Regions from separate parts of the Mus musculus genome. Here regions 1 and 3 are each linked to region 2. A link is a contact called in public HiChIP or PLAC-seq and promoter capture Hi-C data. All regions are on one chromosome and are shown on one strand. The core of a region is the stretch at or near the end of the contact, and the rest is flanking DNA. Distances in the headings are between cores, read along the strand shown.

The links. HiChIP or PLAC-seq counts read pairs in DNA pulled down with a chosen protein or histone mark. Capture Hi-C pulls out chosen DNA fragments and counts their contacts.
Region 1: a FOXA1 HiChIP or PLAC-seq map of pancreatic cancer cells shows a contact between it and region 2. The contact joins the enhancer-like site here to the promoter of Gusb in region 2. A contact is called at or near these places in 1 of 39 promoter capture datasets (cranial neural crest), 8 of 484 Hi-C or Micro-C datasets (the G1E-ER4 cell line, brown adipocytes, cerebellum and 5 more), 2 of 115 datasets of contacts at active chromatin or transcription factors (large pre-B cells and pancreatic cancer cells) and 2 of 9 other capture datasets (adipose tissue and liver).
Region 3: a promoter capture Hi-C map of adipose tissue shows a contact between it and region 2. The contact joins the promoter of Nipsnap2 here to the promoter of Gusb in region 2. A contact is called at or near these places in 4 of 39 promoter capture datasets (cranial neural crest, frontonasal cranial neural crest, maxillary cranial neural crest and 1 more), 3 of 484 Hi-C or Micro-C datasets (CD8 T cells, granulosa cells and muscle stem cells), 2 of 115 datasets of contacts at active chromatin or transcription factors (microglia and pancreatic cancer cells) and 2 of 9 other capture datasets (adipose tissue and liver).

What each region holds. Positions count from the first base shown.
Region 1 is chr5:130,271,839-130,275,278 of GRCm38.p6, forward strand. It overlaps Tyw1 (tRNA-yW synthesizing protein 1 homolog (S. cerevisiae)), which reads left to right. Exons shown (of 16, transcript NM_001015876.2): 7 at 2,783-2,905. Among named protein-coding and RNA genes, the nearest start is that of Tyw1, 17 kb to the left of the region's middle. Within about 2 kb of position 1,428, at least 14 of the 459 cell types and tissues checked have an H3K27ac peak or open chromatin away from gene starts, as enhancers often do. A contact at or near this core is called in pancreatic cancer cells, where this site is marked.
Region 2 is chr5:130,001,308-130,004,525 of GRCm38.p6, forward strand. Gusb (glucuronidase, beta) reads right to left here and starts at 1,742. Exons shown (of 12, transcript NM_010368.2): 1 at 1,300-1,742. The coding sequence starts at 1,509.
Region 3 is chr5:129,723,219-129,726,493 of GRCm38.p6, forward strand. Nipsnap2 (nipsnap homolog 2) reads left to right here and starts at 1,857. Exons shown (of 10, transcript NM_008095.4): 1 at 1,857-2,003. The coding sequence starts at 1,927.

The sequences.
Region 1 (3,440 bases), core at 178-2,677, 270 kb after region 2:
AGGGAGGGAGAGAGAGAGAGAGAGAGAGAGAGAGAGAGAGAGAGAGAGAGCGCGCGCTGGCGGGTTAGTCAGGCTGGAATTCAGGTGGGCAGCCATACTCATGCAGCGTTTATAGGGATTAGAACTAGGGAGTCAAACTCTGGTCCTCATGTTTGCCCAGCAAGCACTTTAACCACGGAACAGTCTCCCCAGCCCCTTTCAGTCACTTAGAAGCCTCTGCCGTTTTCCTTCCGGGATGTGATCTCCTCACATCTCTTCCGCACCCCTGCACTTTGTTTCCCAGTTTGCTGGCGATTTCTCAGTGGCTTACTGTTGCTTGTGTTCTGCCTCCCACCAGCATAGGTGACTTTTCCCATCCACTCTTCCAGCTTTACGTTCCCTTAATGTTTGCGCAGTTGTTCCACGACAGAGGCAGCCTACTGTGGCTACTTCTCCCTAAATCTTTTAGGCACAGCGGGCGAACTCTGTAATGTCGGTACCCTGGGGTTGCTGTAATTGGACCGGTCCATTTCTGGGGAGGATGGGGGTGCTTCACATTAATTTTCTAACCCCAGTGGCTTCTATGAGTTACATTTAACTTCTTTTGGTTTTTTTAAAGCATTTATTCATTTATTTATTTTTTTAAAATGTATGTGTATGAGTCTTTTGCCTGCTAGTGTATTTGTGTAGCACATGCCTGCAGTGCCTGTGGAGGCCAGAAGAGGGTGTGGGTTCCCTACAGCTGGAGTTGCAGACCATTGTAAGCTACCAAGTGGATGCTAGGGACTGGACCCAGGCGCTCTCCTGGAGCAGCTGACCCATCTCTCATCCTCTGCATTCATCTTCTATTGAAGACAGGTTTTAAATTTTCTGAAGGTCACAGAGCCAAGTTAATGGCAGTTCTGATTAGATTTTATGTGAAGATGAAATGAGTTCCTTTGAGAGGCAGTAAGTTCGTCTCTGTCAGAGATGAGGTTCTGAGCCTGAGTTACAGAGGAGCCCGAGATCGTCAGCTAAGTGTCTCACCAGCTAAATGTCACCTGCTGCCAATTTTAAAATTTGATTGATTAATTTTGAGACAGGGTCTCATGTAGCTCAGGTGACATTGATTGGCACCTGCTTGATTGAGGGTGACCTTGAACTTGTGGTGTTCCGGCCTCCACCTTCAGAGTGCTGGGAATATAGGTATGCATCCCCAGGCTGTGTGCATCCAGTGCTGAGGCGGAACCCAGGGCTCTAAGTGCTATGGAAGCACTCTGTCAGTCTGTCTGCCTCTCCTTTGAGGGTTTGGGGTCACAGCTGTGCTCATCCCTCCCTATTGCACAGTAACATCTGGAGTAAGCCTGACAGAGCGGTAGAGCTGAGGCTGGGATTGTTTCTATGTGCTGACGGTTGGCCCTTTACACAGCGCTGAATTGAAGTCACTTCATTATACTTGTTTGCAGAAATGAGTCACAGGCACATGGCACTTAACCTCAGAATCTGTTCTGAGCAGTGACGTGTTCAGGCTGCTCCAGTGCTAGGTGGGCATCAGCGGGTATGCTGAAAGAAACGGAGAGGGCTGTGATGTCACAGGCAATATGGGACCATGGGGCCACTGCCACACATATGGCCCATTGTTGGGTGACAGTTTTTGTGACACATTACTATTTTGTTATCTAGAAGCAAACAAGTCTCTGCCCAAAATTTAAAAAAAAAAAATTTCTTACGTGTGTGTGTTTGTACATGTGCACACATGCTGCAGAGCATGTGTAGAGGTCAGGTGACACCTTGTAGAAGTTAGTTCCCTCCGTCACCAAGTGGATCCAGGAGATAGAGCCCAGGCTGCAGGCACTGTTACTCAAAGCAGCATCTTGGTGGCCCCAGGCCTGCTGGGAAGTGCTGTCCCATCCAGCTACCCTGTAGCCCACACTTCCCCGTGTGCCTGCCTGCGGTTTTCTTCCCCCAGCATTGTCCAGCCTGTAGGCACAGGGCAAGTTTGCTGAGGGATTAGTTTTTGTCACTTTGTGAGGTTTGTTTGCTTATGTGGCCTGTAAGTAGGTTTGTGCACGGTGTGGGTGCAGCTCCCACCCATCGGGCCCAGGAGAGGGCACCGGATCCCCTAGAACCAACAATAGACACAGTTGGCAGCTGCCATGTGGGTGGGGACTGAACTCAGGTCTTCTGGAAAAGCAGTCAGGGCCCTTAACCACTGAGCCATCTCTCCAAACGGACGGACTCTGTGATGCCTTTTCACAGGGATCACTTTGATGCCAGAGAGGTAAGATGATTTTTTTTTTCCTGAGACAGGGTTTCTCTGTGTAGTCCTGGCTGTCTTGGAACTCACTCTCTAGACCAGGCTGACCTTGAACTCAGAAATCTGCCTGCCTCTGCCTCCCAAGTGCTGGGATTAAAGGCGTGCGCCACCATTGCCCCACATGATTTATATTTTTAAAAATTATTACTAATCAGTCAGGGCTAGTAAGATGCCTCAGAACGTAAAGGAACTTGCCACCAAACTCCATGACCTGGGTTCCAGGCTTGTCGTGTGTGTGTGTGTGTGTGTGTGTGTGTGTGTGCGTGCACACACACACACACACACACACACATGCATGTAACACAAAATAATGATTAAAAAGCAGCAAAGAATACTCAAACAAAAACACTGTAAAGGTGCTTTGAAGTGAGGCAGTGGTGGAGTGCCTGCCCAGGATTGTGAAAGGCCAGGGAATCCATCACCAGCAGCACAAACTGACCCAAACACAATAAAACAGGGACGTGAGAGCTGAGCTTTGTGTGGGATTCTGACGTTCTGGCCTTGCAGGAGGAAGAGCCCTGTGAGAGCAGCAGCGAGGACGAGCTCGGGACCCAGGATTATCAGAGCCTGACTTCTGTGGTGGATGTTGAGGACCTGGGCAACATCATGAACCCCGTGAAGAGGGAAAAGGTACCGTTTCTGTGGGGGATGCTGCGGTTGGGCTCTGTGATCCATTCAGCTCCTAGGCTCTGGTACAGCACAGGTCTGGCTTGAAGGAAAGGCAGCTTAATTTCTCTAGCTTCCACCTGGAAGGGTTCTGTTTGGTGGTTTTGTCTTTTTTGTTTTGTTGTACTTACATGAACTTTGAACATTAAAAGTTACACTTATTTCACGTGTGTCTGCACTTTGTGTGTTGTATGTTTGTGTGTTGTATGTTGTGTGTTGTATGTTTGTGTGTAGGGGTACAGGGCACAGCCAGGGGACAGCATCTGTGAATGGCTTCTCTCTCTCCTTCCACCTTGCAGTCCCACAGGTGGACTCAAGTTATCAGGCTTGTGGCAAGCATGTTTATCTGCTGAGCCATCTCTCTGGCCTTTGCTACATTCTTCTCATTCAGTTCTGTGTAAACAGGCTCCTCGGAGGACAGGTAAATCTTAATGTGGAGGCTGAGGAGAGCACACTGGTTCAGAAAGGGCATTCAGAGCTGTGGAGCATTCTTTATCAT
Region 2 (3,218 bases), core at 492-2,991:
CAGTTGATGGAAAAAGACTGTTCAAACCAAGTTCTTTCTCAGGGCAGATAGTACCAGAGCCAAGATTTCCATGGAAAGAGCCACAGGCCAGTCTAAAACAGGAAAGACCAGACCCTGACATAAAAGGCAGGTGACCATTGCTACAAGGAAGAAGGCCAACAGCAGGGAACAGGGGCCCCCAAGGAAACAGAGAAGGCCTGTGGTGGCAATGTCCTCTCCTTACTTCCTCTTTTGCTGAATGCTGGGCAGTGCAGTTGAAAACTGAGAGTCTAAGCCAGGTGTGGTGGTTCATCACTTGTAACTCTAGCAACCTGGGAGGCTAAGGGAGCCACATGGCTATGAGTCGGAGGTTAATGTGAGTCGCTGTCTCAAACACACACACACAGAGCTGGTGAGATGACTTGGTGGGTTAAAGGCACTAGCCACTAAGCCTGATGACCTTAGTTACATCCCTGGTGACCTAGGTGAGACCAGACTCCAGCAAGTTATCTTCCAACCTCCACATGTACTGTGTAGCACACGGGTGGCGCCCCCCCACCCCACATAAATAATGGGTACACATTTTAAACAAAGAGAGAGAAGAGAGGAAGAGGAGAGAGCCCAATAGGAAACGAGGTAGGATGAATGAATGAATCTGAGAGAGGAGGAGACTGTGAGCACACAGGTTTGCTTCAGCCTGCTTCTGCGCCAACCCTACCTAGGTAGGAAAGGAGAGCAGGGATGAGGGTCCTCTGCTAGCTCTGTGCAAAGTCACATTTGCTCCCCCCTCCTCTACCCCCGCCCCCAAATCTCTGTAGTGGGTAGCATCTCCTAGGATTCTACTTTTCACAAGATGGGAAAGAGCATGGGAGGTATGTGCACCGGGATGCAGGAGGCGTGTGCACAAACATCTACAACACTCAGGAAAGTTAAAGTGGGAGCAAGAGATTCACCCGGACATCCAGGCCAGCCTAGGTTATCGAAGGAGACACAGCCTCAAAACATAAACAAAAGGCTCAGTAGTGACAAGCACACACAGGGCCCTGGGTTCAAGTCCCAGCACTATGAAGTAAAATTAAAAGCTTTAAAAAAACAAAAACAAAAAAATCCATTGCCTGGGGCAGCGCCTGCCTAGCAGAAACCATGCGGTTCTCAGCATGCCAGGTCCCACTTCCTGCTCTGGTCGCTCCCCTCCCCAGCCTGCAAACCCATATTAACCTCCTCTAGGTGAGCACAAGGGGATCTCCAGGTACAGGCATCCCTCCGCCCATCCCCTGACTTCTGGAAGCTTCCAGACCCCGGGTCCCAGGGAGCGCGCACCTCCCGTAGCGGCTGCCGGTACCATTGCTGCTCGAAACCCTGCAGCCGGTTGTTCGAGAGGTCGGCGCGGAAGTGCCACAGTCCGTCCAGCGCCTTGAGCTCCCGCGACGGGCTCTCCTTCGGGAACAGCATCCCGCCCTTCAGAGCCAGCGCGCAGCTGCACAGCAGCTGGCCCAGCGCGACCCAACACGCACTCCATTTTAGGGACATACTGGCCAGGCTGCCCACCGACCAGCGGCTGGGCTTTTTAGCCTCCTCTCTGGGAGGGCAGAGGCGGGACCTGGAAGAGTCACATGTTCTCGAGAGAAGCCGCCTGCGCCAACTTGGTTGAGGGCAAGCGCTTGTACAGCTGCTGGCTCAAGGCTATCTAGAGGCCCCAAGGCTGGACTCTGCAGAAAGAGGAAGTCGCTTGAAGTCCTGGATCGTTTCCCCATATGCCTGACGTCAGCCGCTGCCTGCCTCACATCTATTAATATCTCCCCCTCCTTCCCTCACACTCTGGGGCTTGCCCCTCAGGACCACTAGGCTAAGATCTGAAAGAAGCCCTGAAGTCCCTGATCCCACTGTTTCTTCATAACTCCTGTGAAAGGATGAGAGTTCAAAAGAGACACTGAGAAGAATTTGGGGAGTTTGTTATTAAAGCCTGGAAAGGACACGCAGGCAGGTTCGAAGCTAGGTCTCTTCTTAGAGGTCTCTGAGGAAGGGAGTAGAACTGACAGCAATGGCCATGAAAGAAGTGTCTCCTGGACCTGTGTGATGTCATTCGAGTCACAAATGAAGGTTGCGATGACGGTTCACATGACCTGCAGCAGCCATTCTCTGAAAGTGGTCTTAGTAACTCTCACCCCACCCCCACCCCCAATCCATCACTCCAGCCTCTCTAGCTAACAGGCTTGAGCAAACAGTGCTCAGATTTCACTCTTGGGCAAGTACATATACAGCTAAGCGAGTCTTGAAGCCTTGGCTGTCCTGGAACTCTGTAGACCAGGCTCAAAATCACAGAGATACCTCCCGCCTCTGCCTCCTGAGTGCTGGGACTAAAGGCATATGCCACCTGGTTAGTTTCCAGTTCTTAAAACGGAGGTAAATATCATTTAGGTTTCAACCTAAATCTTTGAGTTGAACTAAAGATACAACCACCCCAAGGTGTGCATTTGGATTTTCAGACTGAGCCAAAAGGAAGTTCCCTAAAGAATGTTTTTGTTTGGTTCGTTTTGATTTGGGTTTTTCCAGAGAGCTCTGTTTAGTTAGTCTAAACTGGCTGGCCTGGAACTCAGAGATCCACCTGCCTCTGTCACTTGAGGGCTGGGACTAAAGGAGTGCACCACCACTGCCCTGCTCCCTAAAGCATTATTAAAGCCTGCTGAACTTAAGCACAAGAGAAGGTTCCCCATTTGTTGTTGTTGTTGTTACAAATACCTACATTTTGTTGCAATTACCAGTATGCTTGTTAAGGGGTTGGGGGTGACGCTGAACAGAAGAAATGATTCTCAGCATGAGTAAAACTGGCCAAGCACAGGTATGCTAGCTTCCAATCCACTTATTTATATTTGAGTGTTTATGTTTCAGGTGCCTGCTTCAGATGTGTGTATACACATGACCGTGTGCAGGTAGAGGTTAAAGGTCAATCCTTTTTTTAAAAGGACTGACTTATTTATTTATTTATTTGCTGGGGAGGGCTAGAGAGATAATGGCTTAGTGGTTAAGAGCATTAGCTGTTCTTCCAGAGGACCCCGTTTGATTCCCAGCACCCACATGGCAGCTCACAACCATTTTTTAACTCCACTCCTAGAGGATCGAATGACCTCTTCTAGCCTCCACAGGCACTGGACCATGTGGTGCATAGACATACATGCCAGTGCAACCCTGGGAAACAGAAAATAAACACTAAGAACAGCAGCAACTACAAAAAACTTCCC
Region 3 (3,275 bases), core at 607-3,106, 280 kb before region 2:
GGCCCTAAGTACAGTCACCAGTACTTAGGAAGGGAGGAGAGCACTGGACTAAAGAACTAATGAAACTTTAGAGCCAAATGGCAATGGGTTTGGGGGTGGGGAATACAGGAAAAATATGGCCTAATGCTAAGGAGCACAAAAGCAGAGTCATCAAAGAAATGCATAAACGCCAAGTTTGCATTCCAAGAGAGAGTTGAAACTCCTAACCTATAAAGTTGAGTCAAGTGCAATACTGCATACCTATGATCCCTGCACCGCAGAGACAGAGGCAGGAGCATTGAGAGTTTGAGGCCATCCTGGTCTGAATAATGAGGTCCAATAACTAAACAGCTTATGACGGCTCTGCAAGTAATCTCAACCCAGGAGTTTACCCTGAGATTACAAAAGGATTCCTGTCAGAACAGGCAGGACCCAAGGATGGAGTCGCATGAGGGGAACTCTGAATGCTTGTGAGAAACTCCAAATGAGTCTTGTAACCTCAGTTTCTTCAAAACACAAAACTTGTTCATAGACTGTGCTTCACACCCCTCCCAGGTGTAGCGAATCGCAGTGAGTTCACTCCAGATCACTCATTACTGCTTGCTGCTTTTATTATTTTTTTGCCACGTGTGGCTTGTCCTTATGATTACACACCTAACTCCTGTGGTTCTTCTATACCCTCAGAGTATAAATCGTCTGATGCTCTGAATAAACGCTATTGCTTGAGACTTTAGTCCGCCTCGTTTTTAGGCTCCATTCTCCCAGGTTCAACCCCGACTCAAGAGCGGTAAACAGATTACCATCAGTTTGAGGCCGGACTGGGCGCCACATAAAGACCCTGTCTCAGCTAAGTTGAGAAATGAAGGATCTGTATAAAAAAGGCAGGGCTCACCGACGCTTGAAGAGGCCCTGCCCGCAGCAAGTCACATATCTGCCTCCCACAGTTGGGTCTACAGTTTTATGGACCGCTCTCAGCCTCATTCACATTCAAAGGAGTGCCTCTCCCAGTCTGAACCGCTCCTCCACCACCCACAAGACCAGACCCTGTCATTTGTCCAAATTCTTGTTAGAAAAACTGTACCCATGGGGCTGGAAAGATGGCTCAGCGATTAAGAGCACTGGCTGCTCTTCCCGGAGGACCTGGGGTTCAATTCCTAGCACCCACATGGCAGCTCACAACCTCCTGCAACTCCAATTGCCAGGGGCTCCACCCACACTCTCACACAGACATACATGCAGGCAAAACACTGATGATGCACATAGACTAGGAAGAGAAAAATTTAAAAGATAAAGAAAACCACAACTCCTGAGCTTCAAGATTACAGCTCCCATCCGTCTTCTAACTCAGAACCAGGAAGGCAGCCACCAATTGGAGAGTATCCTTCTCTTGGCCTCTGCATGTAACTGAGGCCCAGGCTGCTCCCTATTTCTCTGATTCCTCGGGATCTAGTTCTGCTTTTGCCTACTCTTATCTTGCTGAAGTTTATGCTTATATCCATAGCTCTTTTATTATCCTTACAGAATACACTTCCCCCTATACCAGTGGTTCTCGACTTTCCTGATGCTGCTAAAACTTTAACACGTTTCCTCATGTTTGTGGTGGCCCTCAACCATAAAATCAGACTCTGGATTCCCCACATGCACAGATCTACTCCTTTCCCGTGGATCTCCCCGTGTACATTCCAGGTTCCTTTCTCACTCGGACTTCAGAGACCCTGAACTCCCCTCGCGGGATCTACGGATATCTTCAGCAACTTCTTGGCACGCCCCCTGGCGGCAGCACTGAGGCGCCACGCTGCTCCCCCTAGCGGCCGCTCCCCTGCACTACAGCGGCCTAGCGCCCTGCCCCGCCCCGCCCCAGCCTGGTCGGCCCGGCCGGGGGAGGGGTCGCGGTAGCGGCGGCGTCAGCGACACCGAGGCGGTAGGAGCTTCAGGCTCCGGAGCAAGATGGCGGCGCGGGTGTTGCTCGCGCGAGGAGGCCTGCTGCGGCCAGCCGCCCAGAGCGGCTTCCTGCCGGGGCTCCGGTGAGCAGCGCCGCCCTTTCCGGGGCCCGGCCGGGGAGGGGCCGCCGTGGGGCGAAGGGCGCGGGGTCCCCGGGGCGGGCAGGGGACGCCGGGGGGCCGGCCTCCCGAGTCCCAGGCGACCGAGGGCTGGCGAGGCTGCGGCGCCTTCCCGGGCCCCCGTGGGGCTCAAGGTCACCGTCCTGCCGGCGCCGCCCTTGCCGGGGACGCCCGGGCTCGCGGGCCACGTCCGCCCTCAGCCTCTGCGCGCTGCGCCCCTCGCAGTAGCAATGCCTCGCCCCAGGTCGTGCAGAGAAGCAAAAGGATGGCTGGTCTCCCTGGGGAAGCTGTACCCCGGGGTCCCCAGTCGGGACAGCCCTTAAATTTGAAAGCGGAGTGGCAAAAAAAAAAAAAAAAAAAAGTAACCCACGGTGGCCAGCTGTAGTAGATGGCGGAGTTCGCTGTCGAAACTTTTTCTTTTTTCCTGACCTCCGCGGAGACTGTGCTCGGTGTGTCAACCTGTCACCTTGACATCCCCACGTTTAAATAACGAAAGGCCATCCGAATTTACCGACAGATTTGTTTTCCCTTCTTTTCTTCCTTTATATGCTTATTTGCTGTTTAAGCGGTTTGTAGGATTTATTTTTTTATTTTATGTGTATAAGTGTTTGCTTTCATGTGTGGCTAACACATAGGTGCCTGGGGCAGCCAGGAGAAGGTTTTGGATCCCCAACGACCCGGAGTTACAGAGGGTTGTGAGCCGCCATGTCGGGGCTGGGAATTGAATCTGAGTTCTCTTCTAGAGCGGCAAGTGTTCTTAACCCCTGAGCCATCTCTCCAGGCCCTATGTATGTATGTATGTATGTATGTATGTATGTATGTATGTATGTATGTATGTATTTTGAGACAAGATCTTACTACATATATTCCTGGCTGGCCTTGAACCTTCAGCAAACCTTTTGCTTCAGACTCCAAAGTTCTGCAGTTGCAGGTGTGCAGTTGCAGGCCAGCCTTGGCTAATTGAAATATTCCTTTTTTTTTTTTTTAAGATTTTTTTTAACCTCTGAGCTCTCTGCCACGTGTGTGTAATTGATTTTCTTCCACCATGTGGGTCTGGGAAATTGAATGTAGTTCATCAAACTTAGCAGCCAGTTTCTTTACCCCTTAAGCCATCTCACCAGCTCCAGAACTTGCCTTCAGATTTCTTTTGTTTGTGCGTATGTGTGGTTTTTACCTGCATCTATGTATGTGCACCGTGTGCATGCCTTGGGCCTTCAGGGACCAGAAGAAAGTCTC